4 separate regions of the Mus musculus genome follow, and regions 2, 3 and 4 are each linked to region 1. The links are chromatin contacts, called in public Hi-C and promoter capture Hi-C maps. All regions are on one chromosome and are shown on one strand. The core of a region is the stretch at or near the end of the contact, and the rest is flanking DNA. Distances in the headings are between cores, read along the strand shown.

What was found. Promoter capture Hi-C pulls out the DNA fragments that hold promoters and counts their contacts. A called contact is a pair of places that touch in the nucleus more often than the background predicts.
Region 2: a Hi-C map of CD8 T cells shows a contact between it and region 1, with 8 times the contacts expected there. The contact joins the promoter of Siah1b here to the promoter of Msl3 in region 1. A contact is called at or near these places in 1 of 39 promoter capture datasets (erythroid cells) and 1 of 484 Hi-C or Micro-C datasets (CD8 T cells).
Region 3: a contact with region 1 is called in a promoter capture Hi-C map of pre-B cells. The contact joins the promoter of Piga here to the promoter of Msl3 in region 1. A contact is called at or near these places in 1 of 39 promoter capture datasets (pre-B cells) and 1 of 484 Hi-C or Micro-C datasets (pre-B cells).
Region 4: a contact with region 1 is called in a promoter capture Hi-C map of pre-B cells. The contact joins the promoter of Mospd2 here to the promoter of Msl3 in region 1. A contact is called at or near these places in 2 of 39 promoter capture datasets (erythroid cells and pre-B cells).

Annotation. Positions count from the first base shown.
Region 1 is chrX:168,672,505-168,675,344 of GRCm38.p6, reverse strand. It overlaps Msl3 (MSL complex subunit 3), which reads left to right and starts at 1,473. Exons shown (of 13, transcript NM_001370791.1): 1 at 1,473-1,617. The coding sequence starts at 1,516.
Region 2 is chrX:164,074,999-164,077,838 of GRCm38.p6, reverse strand. It overlaps Siah1b (siah E3 ubiquitin protein ligase 1B), which reads left to right and starts at 1,346. Exons shown (of 4, transcript NM_001308385.1): 1 at 1,346-1,652; 2 at 2,170-2,261.
Region 3 is chrX:164,418,346-164,421,185 of GRCm38.p6, reverse strand. Piga (phosphatidylinositol glycan anchor biosynthesis, class A) reads right to left here and starts at 1,406. Exons shown (of 6, transcript NM_011081.3): 1 at 1,346-1,406.
Region 4 is chrX:164,978,871-164,981,710 of GRCm38.p6, reverse strand. Mospd2 (motile sperm domain containing 2) reads left to right here and starts at 1,336. Exons shown (of 15, transcript NM_029730.4): 1 at 1,336-1,496; 2 at 1,648-1,717. The coding sequence starts at 1,488. Fancb (Fanconi anemia, complementation group B) reads right to left here and starts at 1,119. Exons shown (of 9, transcript NM_001146081.1): 1 at 901-1,119.

The DNA.
Region 1 (2,840 bases), core at 224-2,723:
AGTGGAGCTATTCCTCACTCAGCTCTTAATTCTAGAAAACCTGGAGGACTCCCAAGATGCCTCCTTCCCTTCCCTCAGTTATATCCAGTTGGCCATTGAGTTTTATGGATTTGATTTCATAAATCTGTGATCATTCATCCATTAAATATTTATTGTGTGCTGTGAGTATACAATGACACACTGGATTAGACACCCCCAACCCCCAGGTTCAAGCAGTTTACCCTCTTAGTGGGGCCATCTTGCAAATGAACAACCCATTCTCCAGCAGAGCAAGAAAATGGTAATAAAAGGGTAAGTCGAGTTCTGGGAGGGAATACTGGACAGATACATGGTTGGTTCCTCTAGGCTCCTGCGGGACCTTTCTCTTGGAAGTGCCCAAGTGGAGGTGTGAGAGATTTGGACCTTGTACCAGGTGAAGGGAGGTGGGGGTGGGGAGACGCAAATTTCTGGAAGCAAGAACAGAGTGAGTGGCTGTGGGAAATCTGACAGTTCACTAAAAACCTCCCAGCCCATCTGCTCAACTTTCCAGCCAGGTCTTGATCTAGTAATCACACTGCCTAGTGGCTTTGCACTCAAGAAGAAACAGGCCAGCACTGCCCTCTCTGTCACTGAAGCTCTGCCCTTCAAGTCTCCTGTCTTCTGGTCGGTCATTCAGGGAGTATTTATGAACGCCCGATCTTTGCAGGCACTCTGTTAACAGCAGTCTCAATGGTGCTTCCACTCTTCAGGAGGTTTTGAGCCACTAAAGATAGACCATGGGGGAGCAATTCAGGAGTGCTGCAAGCTGACACGTAAGGTGTTAACGACCCTTTCAGGACCCATAAGCTTTGCTGTCCGCTGCTCACTGGGGCCTCCAGGCCCTACCTGCTGGTCCTCTCGGAAGGATGACCCAGTGTTCTATTAACTGCCCGGAATGTCTCCTCCCCTCGCTCAAGGCCACTGCCCTTCTCCGGCCAGCTCCAACACCGCGTCCTTCTCGCGTGGCCACACTCATCTGCGCGCAGCTCCGCCGAGGGGGCTGACGCGCGCGCGCGCGGCCAGGCAGCTCCTGGGGGCAGACGCCATCCAGCCTCCTCGGCGCCTGGTGACTACCCTAGAGCAATCCTCTCCCTAAGAGATCCCCACACTCCGGCCAGAGAGCGCACGCCCGGGGTGACAGCTCGGCACACACGTGGGCGCAGCCTGGAAACCGCGGGAATCCTAACCCATGGGGACCAGAGGGAACGGTCTGCTGGAAGACCTCGGTCGAGGGATCTTGCTCCCCGTCCGCACCCCTCTCTGAGCCCCAGAGGGGACGGGCGGGGACAAGCCCTGGCGGGGCCGCGCGCTTCCATCGCCACTGCCAAGGTCCTCGCAGTGGCGCGGGGTGGCCGGAGGAGGGGCCGAGGGCGGGGCGGTCGTAGCCTCCACCACTCCCGGGCCCCCCCGGTGGCGGAGCGCCGCCTCCCCGGCCGTCCTCCCCCACCGCGCGCACTCTGCCCGCCCCGGAGCCTCGCCCTCCGCCACGATGAGCAAATGAGCGCGAGCGAGGGCATGAAATTTCAATTCCACTCTGGGGAGAAAGTGCTGTGCTTCGAGCCTGACCCTACCAAGGCGCGAGTGCTGTACGATGCCAAGGTGCCGCCGCGGGGGGAACAGGGAGGAGATGCGGGACTGGGTTCGAGGGATGGGAGGCAAAGGGGCCAGCGGAGGACAAGTGGCCTGGAGTCCTGGACAGCCACCAGGGCGCGCCTTGGCCTGCGTGGAGCGGCCCGGGACTACAGGGGACGCTGGCGAGACGTGCTGGGCGCGCGACTTCCCTAACTAGAAAGGACCCGTGATGCTTCCGCTTCCGGCCGTGTCGCGTCGCTTACGCGCGGTTGCTAGGCCAGGGTGGCGGTTTGAGCGCTGGGCGCCAATCCCGGCGACCGGTGTAGGAGGACTGTCGCCTGAGGCCTCTGCTTTTGTAACGAATCTGTCCTTGTCCCACGCGGCTTCTCGCCACATGGGCTCAGTAGAGGACACCTTGACCAGTTTCCCCACCCACATCTTCAACCTGGTCCTCAATTATTCCCAGCTGTCAGTCCCGAACCCTGGTCAAATTTAGGATTGTAGTCCTGCTGGGGGGGAAGGGAGGGGCTCAAGGTTGCTCTGTTGCTTTCTAAAGGATTGGTGGGAGGCGAACAGAGCTAGGAAAGAATCGCATCTCGCCTGTATCCAGCTTGGTCAGCCCAGGCTGAGCTATATCTTGCGGTTGTCAGTTTTTAAGTGGAGGACTGGGCACCTAAGTGCTCCAGAGCCCAAAGAAGGTAAAAATTCAGCGCGCTGGGGGTCGGGGCGAGCATCGGTGTTTCCAGCCACCAAGGTGAAGTCCTTGGTGGCAGAGACAACTCGGAGCAGCACCAGGTGTGTTTTTAGCCATGTTTCAGCAGTGCTGTCCAGTGGAACACCCCAAGGTCTGTGCTGGATTATGTATCTTTGGTTCTTCCTGAAACCCTTAACTCTGTTTACCTCCTATTGCTATCCCTCCAGCTTGCTCTATCGCTAGGAGATGGAAGGATATACGTTTCATTTGTACCAGCTATCACCTTAGGGAATGCATGGCTATTAAGGGGAGGGGAAGGGTTGTGGAAGTCTCTGGCTAGCTAGGCAAGACACTGGACAAGGCAAGGCCCAGGTGACTACAACTCCCAGAGGTCTCAGGGCTGTTCTCTCTAGTCTGGGCCCTTCGCTAATGACAAATCTACCGACCAATGACTTCAGAAGTTTCACCCGGTCTCAAACTCAAGAGACCAATCCTGGGTTGGTTGGACGGATGTTTCCTATTTTGAGGCAACCACTCGGGCAGAAGAGGAAAAAAA
Region 2 (2,840 bases), core at 97-2,596, 4.6 Mb after region 1:
ATCGTGACTGCTGACACATGGAACTAATCTTTGTGTGATGGAGGGGAAACTTGTAACCCTCCACACAAATGAAAAGGCGATATTGTCAGTGAATATTTGTTGAGAATTTGATTGTGTGAGGGCTGTAGTAACTACTATGGAAATGGCCAGTGGTTTCATGCTCCCAGCTACTCCTGCCGATTGGATCAACACACCAGCTCTTACCAAGCACTGGTTCCACCTATCCAGTCTCTTATCACATCTTTTTTTATTTATTTATCTTGTCCTTGAAGCAAAGAACTTCAAGATTCTTTCAGGCTTCTTGTACTTTCAGAATATAGTCACAGATTTTGAATGTAGGAACAAAGAGCGAATGGAACGGTTTTTTTCCTCCCTGTGTGCCCATTCAGAGTTTTTTGGGTTAGCATTGTCTCTGTGGGAGCCAAATTATAAGAGTAATGTCGGAGTATGGGGTAGGGGTGGAGGGCTTCAAAGCAGAGATGAAAGTGTGGTGCAGTCTAGAGAGCTTCATAGTATGAGGGAGAGCTGGTGCCTAGAAAAAGTCATAAGAACTAGAAGGGCAGTGTGCTTCCTCCACGTACCTGTCTAAAATTTAAAGCCTGCTGAGTGAGAGGCTGGAAGAAACACTGGGTTGGCTCCCCAGGTCTCATTAAAAGGGCACGAAAAAGCCGGGCATGGTGGCGCACACCTTTAATCCCAGCACTTGGGAGGCAGAGGCAGGCAGATTTCTGAGTTCGAGGCCCAGCCTGGTCTACAAAGTGAGTTCCAGGATAGCCAGGGCTACACAGAGAGACCCTGTCTCGAAAAACCAAAAAAAAAAAAAAAAAAAAAAAAAAGGCACGAAAAGGAATTGCGAGGTTTCAGTTCCACCACTGAACCCCACCACTGGGCAAGCAGTTTTGTTTCCCATCGGTTTCTGCTCATAAATTACCACTGGCAGAAACACGAAAAAATAAAAGTGTCATTACTTTACTTTTTATTTATTTATTTATTTAGCATCTAGAATTTGGACTGTTTTCAAGAGGGACTTTGGGGTATCCTTTTTCAAGAGAGACACTCGATCTGGCGAGAGAGGGGCGGCCAAGGTGAAGGCCACGGTAGGTGATTAGGGAACCTCTGAGGTGTCTTAGACTTAAAGCAGTAAAATATGCTTGCAGGGGAAAAGAGGTCTCTTTGAGAGGCGGGCTCATAGCTTGCTCTCAAGCCAAGCTCTGATAGGCCAATAAGAAAGTCTAACGAAAGAGGGGACGTGACGTGACGTGACCCAGCCAGGCTTCGGCACCATGGTAACGGCATCACCCATAAGAAGGAGCTAGTGGTACAGCCCGGAGGAAAAGGCGTGGTCTAAGCGACGGATGGAGGCGGGCTGGTGACATGGGCGGAGCGCGAAAATCGGCCTGTGGTCTTAGGCGCAAGGGTGATCGCATGCCGCTGTTCGAGATCAAAGGCCTGGGCAAGTCACTTGTGGCTGTTCTCAGGGTCTCCTCAGCGGTCTCCCTGTAGAGCTGCGGTCGAAAGCCGGAGCCGGAGCCGGAGCGAGCCAGAGCCGGATTGAGCCGGAACCGGAGCTACCGGAGGGCGGGACTTCCGGTTTCTGGGCCCAAGACAGAGGGCGGGTCAGGAGTCAAGGTCTCGCGAGGCTGCGGCGTGAGGTAAGGGGGCGTAAGCAAGCTCCTCATAGGCTGGCAGCCTCGTGCCGGGAGCCCGCGCGGAGGTTGAATTCGGTAAGGATGGGCGACTGTGTGTGACCGCGGCCGCGGGGTCGCAGGGCCTGTCTGTGGGGACAAGGACTACCCCTTTGGCCTTTACACGCACTGTCTTGAGGTACCTTGGTCCGGGGAGACCCGAAAGATGTAGGTCCGAGAGTATAACGGAGGGGCTACTCGAGCTTCCCCCAGGAACCGGCTTCCCAGGGCGCTCTCGTCAGTACAGGGTCACTAACTAACCCCTGGGGATTGGATCCGGTTTGGAGATGGGGCGACTGCATTTCTAGACACCGAGGCTGAAGACGCTGGAACTCATCCGGATTGGGGGGGGGGGGGACGGATAACGCCACCCTCCAGGGTGGGCATTGGTAGCACAGTAGTGTCGGGAACACAAGTCTGACCCGTCTCCACTTCTCAAGTTCTTAACATCTTTTTTTTTTTTTTCTTTTGTGCCCTACTCCAGATCGAGAGACCAGGAACTTCAAAATAGTGCCTGGGATCCGGATGACAGCAGGCATTAAGGGCTGGCTACTGGACTGAAGCTGCTGGAAACTTGTAAGTATAACTCCACCTCGTTTGTCTTTTCCTGAAAAAGCTTGAGAAATAATTTGAATGTGTACACCTTAGTTTGAATAATCTCTTCTGAAAACCACGGTTGCTTTTTCTCCTGCTTTCTGGACTGTAAGTCTGCCAATCTCCCCTTTGCTATCCAAAAGTTTGGTTGGCATGTGTGTGCCCGAAGAACTGTGAGCATGACTAGTATGCACAACAAAGCTTTTCTTTTTGAAACTTTAAGCATGCTGAAGTTATGCAGAAACGGAGAGAGAGTTGCAACCAGTGTCAACTATCTCAGAGTCTAGTGTGGCCTGTTTGAGGTCGTCTTTTTTTGATAAGGCAGGTCTCTATACTTCTGTTTATTTCTGTGGATCTCAACCTGTCCAGAGGTTAGATTTTTAACATTTTCAAGCAGTTCAGGGTTAATTCTAGCTGGATGGTGTGTAAGTGTGTGCCTTGCTGTGAACATGGAAAATGGAGTGAATTAGAAGATGGTTTTTCTCACATCCCTCTCTAGTCCTTTCCTGTAAGTTATGTCTGTTGAGGTCTCCTGCCGTAACATAGCTGTAGACATTTTGT
Region 3 (2,840 bases), core at 157-2,656, 4.3 Mb after region 1:
CTATGCTTAAACTGCTCCCTTCTCTTTTCAGAACCCTTCTTTTAATTATGGAAGCCTTTCCCCTGAGCACCCTTTCAGTGTAGACCCTGAAAGGAAATGGAACAGGACACAGGCTTTACATGTGGGCTCTTTCCTACATCTAAGGCTAAGAAAAGTTCCCTTTAGGAGTTCCCTAAAGTGATGCTCATATGAAGTGCTCATTCAATACTCTGTTCTATAGATGCTTAGACTTTTAATGCCACAGCTTTAGAGATCTGGCAAAAATCCGCCTTAGTTGAGATCTACAAGTCTACAAAGAACTCAATGGAGGATTACTATCCTAACTCTCTGAGTTTCAGCTCTCACCTGCAACTACATGTGTCCATTTTCTCCCACAAATTCACCTACATTTAAAATCGTCTCAGAAATTCAGAGGGAGGAGGCAGGAAAGAAAGGAGCACGTGCTTGGGAGACAGAGAATTGAGGGTTCTAGGGCAGGGTAAGACAGCTACATGGGGGCACCCGGACACATAAACTGGAAAAAAAGAGGAGGGAAGACCAAATTTACAACCAGTAAGTAAACAAATAATGGAAGCAAGAAAATATGAAGTTTGCAAAAGGGGAAAGCAAAGCCTCAAGTGGCTAATGCTGTGCTACTGTCATGTGTCATCTAAACCTGGTCCTTTAGTCCTATCCCGTTTTAAGAAGTGAATGATAAGAACAGAAATAATGAACCAAATGAAAGTATGTGAAAATACTCACTGAATCTTGGCTTCTATAAGTGAATAGAGGCTGTAAAATCTGGTCAATTCTCTCTCCAGCCCTACATGCTAAGCGATCTGTACAACTTCCCTACCCAAGCCATGTAAATGACAAAGTCAAGAAGTCCTCAAAATTCTCAATCGTGCCCAGGGAACTCCCTTATTAGTAGAAGCTTCTGAGGATCCTTAGAGGGGGCTCGGACAGGGCTGAGAAATCAAGAGAAGTATACTTTAATCCAGTCCCAAGGCAGTGCACACGCACTCCCTGAGAGGCAGCTCGGGTGTACTAGAGCCAAAGAGGATCAGCCCGGGTCCACCAGCCAGCACCCCAGGATGAGACAAGATCCGGCCAGACCCAAAGGGACTCGGAAAAACGTCCTAAGATTCCAGTCACTCGCTCTACTAAACTCAGTCTAAGAACCAGTTCCAACCCTCAAGGCACCCTCAATCCCCATTTGATTACGGAGACCCACGGACCCGACTTCCGGGCCTCAGATAGAGTAGGCTTCACCTCCTCCACAGCCTGCCACGGTCCTGTGAGAACGGCACAACCCCATCCAGAGAGACCGAGAACGTTAGAAAGGACAGCCAAGACGCGTACTTACCCTCCAGTCCCATGGCCGCCACTGTCCGGACCTCCCGCGGCAGTTAACAGAATCCCGCCCCGCTGCTCCAAAGCACCAATCAGAAGCGTCCGCGATCCGAGCGCCGCGCCCCCATGATAACCAATCACACAGAGGTTCTGAATTACGTAGAAGAGAGACGCCCAGTCGGGCCCAAGTCTCTAGCGCGGGATTGTAGCGTCAGCGAGCGCAGGAGCACGTCTCCTAAGAGCTGCGGAAGGTCCCGGGCGTAAGTGCCCTGGTTGCTTAGTTACTGCGTCTCTTTTCAGGAAGCCCGGTCTCTCCCCGCCTCCTTCCGGTTAGAGAGACCAGGCGGGGCCGGGCCGGGCCGGGGGCTGGGGGGAGGAGCGGGAATGCGGGGAGGGCGGGGATAAGAGGAAGGGCAGGGTAGGGGGCGGGGAAATCAAGGCCAGGGCGTTTCTAGTCAGTATGGTACCACAGCCAAACCAACCACATCCATTCTTGTTATTCTGGCAGGATTGCTAAATGTGATGCATAAAAGTACAAAAATAAAGAAAAATCACAGCAAGTCAAAACTAAACTCTGAACTTTGAATCTTAGATCTACATATCTGTGCGTGTCCTAAAGACTGAGGACTTTCCTTTTAAAAGTTCAGATTTTGTTTTTGTCTTACAACTCTATGGGGGGGGGGGGGTGTCAGGGAATCTTAGGTATAACCTGAAACGCTCCCGCTCAAGCTGCTGCAGTCCTCAGCCAAAACTGTCTTGCGGTCTGGAGCCAGATTGTGCTTGGCCAAGAAGACAGAATCTCTCGATTGTTGTAATAGTCACCTGCTCTTTATAGTTGGTACCTGCAGATTCCCCAGCATGGCCATTCCTGCATTTTCTAGAATAAATTGTTTTCTAAGCAACAACACCATCACCATGACTGGCATCCACTTGAAGCTTGTGGTAAAGTTAAGGGTATTTTCTAAAACAAAACAAAAAGTTGTGCCAGGTGTGGTGGCGCACGCCTTTAATCCCAGCACTTGGGAGGCAGAGGCAGGCAGATTTTTGAGTTCGAGGCCAGCCTGGTCTACAGAATGAGTTCCAGGGCAGCCAGGGCTACACAGAGAACCTGTCTGGAAAAACAAAACAAAACAAAAAAGTTGTAGCAGATTTGAACTGTAGTATTCTGCCTGAACGACCACAAAGCATGCCTTCAAAGACTCTCAACCAGTGTGTCAGGACCCCTTTGAGGTATCCTGTATAGGAGGTATTTACATGACGATTCATAATAGTAGCAAAATTACAGTTATGAAGTAGCAAAGAAAATAATTTTATGGTTGTGGGTCATCACACCACAGCATTAGGAAGGTTAAGAAACACTGCTTTAGAGAACGTTCTTGGAAGCCACTAGAATTTGACTAAAATATTGCTGTGCTGGATATTCTGATGATAAGGTATGAAGGCAGCCAATGCCAGTTGTACTATCAAATAGTCTAAAAAGAAAAGATGTCAAATAAAGTAGTCAGCAT
Region 4 (2,840 bases), core at 87-2,586, 3.7 Mb after region 1:
TACCATGATGGTTGACTTTTAGTAAAGAATATGGGTATCAAAGTAGGGAAGTGGGAGTCTAGGGGAGCTCGGAGTTACTCAAATATTTTTATGAAAGTTTTCAAACAAACTTTAAACAATGTGTTCAAATTTTCCCATAAAAACAAATATTGAAAACGCTTTGGGAAAAGATGTTAACTGCCTTTTTAAGGTCAACCAGCTACAGACTAGGTAAAACGTGGGTTGTCCTTTTTGGCAGAGGGGCAGGGCTGCTGAGGCTGGAACTTGAGGTCTCCAGCATGTGCTGGACCTGTGATCGACATCCCCAGTGCCTGGGAAAACGTTTTCTCTAATTGCCAGTACAAGTAGTCTTCAGTGTTGGTCAGTTTTTAAGAAAGGCAGCATTGTTATGTTCAACTAAGCCACCAAAGCTAATAGTTTGTTGTAGTACTTTATAAATCTAAGCTTTCACCAGTCTCGGCAATGTTTGCATTTCACCCTGGATAAGTATTGCGACCTGTCCTGCAAGCTTGGCAGCATCGTTGGCTTCTCCCCATTAGAAATCAGCTACACTCCCATTCTAGAGCGGTGACACCCACAAATGTCACTTACATGGCAGGAACAAGAGTCTACCCCCACCTCGTTAAGAACAAGTAACTCAAAATAACATCTTTCCTTTTAACTTTCTATAACCACTTAACTCAGAGTTCAAAGACGGTTGCCTTGTGAGCGTCTCCCAGTCCACAACTGTGGTGGTTATACCTGTAACCAGGATCAGAGAGACTGACACAGAAAACTCATGTCTGAGAAGGGAGGCCAACCTAGGCTACAGACCAAGTTGCCAGCACTATAAAGCCAGACACCACAGCCAAAAGAAAAGAACCTTAACAGAAATAATCGCCGAATATAGCGAATACTCACAATGCAAGTTATCTGCGAGCGGTCAGGAGAAAACCAAACCAAACCAAAACCAGTTCTCCAAGGCTGCCAAATTGCCACGTTCCAGTTGCACCAAAGGACTCCAAACCTCCCGCCCGCGCATTGCACGCTGGGACAACCGGCCCAATAGTTGCCTGAACAACTCAGGCGGCAAAGCCTGCAGGAGGTGGTAGCCAGAGGGGACCTGGGAGGGGCGGAGCCTCCGAGGGCTGGAAGCAAATGGCCAGCTGAGCTGTAGGGGCTGAGCTTCAGGGAAAAGCATCAGAGTGCTCCAGGCTACTTGGGGCGGGACACCGGTGCCAGGAGGTCGTCGGAAGGCGGGGTTTCTCCTTTAGAGAAGCAAGTGGGAGCCCAGCAGAGCACTTATTCCCGCCTCTACCCCGGACAACACTATGGGATTGGACAGTGTGGAGGCACTTCCTTCTACGTTCCGGTGTCACGCGACCCCCTCCCCCCCTCCCTCCCTTCTTGATCTACCTTTGGGCTGGGCTGGCTGGTGATGAGACACTTGGCTGCAGGCTGTGGAAGGAGCGACGGGTACAACCACAATAGGTTCCGCGACTGTGACCATGGCCGAGGTGAGCAGCACCTCATCGCTGCCTGGGCCGTGAGCCTGGAAGACAGCTTCCAGGCCCAGGGCCCGTGCGCTCCGGTGCAGGTGAGCTGTGTTGGGAGTGATCTGGGTAAGGACCGAGAGCATCTTAAGGTTTTGTTGTGTCTCCTATCCAGAATAACGCTCAGAATAAAGCCAAGCTAATCTCAGAGACCCGGCGGAGATTCGAAGCTGAGTATGTGACAGGTAAGCATGCTTTCTGTGACTTAAAGTGGGGTGTGCAGTGAGCATATCCAACTTTTACTGGTGTGTTTGTGGGTGTTTTGACGGGAGATGTTAAGAGACCTTTCCAACCTTCACTGGAAAGATGCTGTACATGTTTCAAAGGTTTTGCCATACTGTGTGCGCTGCTTTACTTGGGCAGATGGTGGGCTTCCTTTAAACGGTTAGTGAAAGTTAGAAATCAAAATGCCTAGCATCTCCTTATATCCATGGGCCTCACAGGCTATGAACATATTGGCCAATGACATAGGTGACACTGTTCAGTTCATGGCTCCTTCGCTGGCCTTTCACCAGAAAACGAACCTGGAAACTGCCATTGTACTGTTGCCATATAGTTTGTACATAATTTGGTAATCCAGTTCCTTTTATTTTGCTTAATTCCGCTTCTTAAAACCAAAAGTGCTACGCACAAGTTCTCGCTCCACACTGTACTTAAAAGTTTCTGTAAGTGCAGAACTGGTTTATTGGTTGAATAATCTGGTCACTGTCATAGAATCTTGTCAAGTACTTAATCTGCTGACTTAGTGCTTGTACATTGTTTTTAAACATTTGGAATAAGTTGCCTTGATTGATACTAATGTAGCCCCCTTCCACAAAATAGCTTACTTCCATGTTCCGAGTTCCTGTTTCCATATCTATGAAATGCAAGTAAGGTTAAGAATTAAGTGAAGAAACGTGTATCAGACCATCAAGTGTGGAACTAAATCCAGTAGGTGGTCAATTTAGATTTTGCCTCAGTCATTGGTTACCATGGAAAGAACTAAACTGTTGTATTTTGATTGTAGTGCTTGGCAGAAGAGTCATACACCTTTATACTGTTCTGTGCTATATATCAGTTCATGACCTAGAACAAATAACTAAGTCCATTCCAAGTAGCCTGGCCCGTAAATCTTTTCATGCCTCCTGGCCAATTTTCTTCATGTACCAAACTTTGTACCAGAGAGTTGCAAAAGCACTCTATTAACTTTTAGCACAGAGATCTTATTCATGTCTATTATCATCTCTGGTTACAGTAAAGAAGTACTTCTAAAATAACTTTCTATAGGAGTATACTTCATCGCTATGTGGTTTATAGTAAGTTGAGATA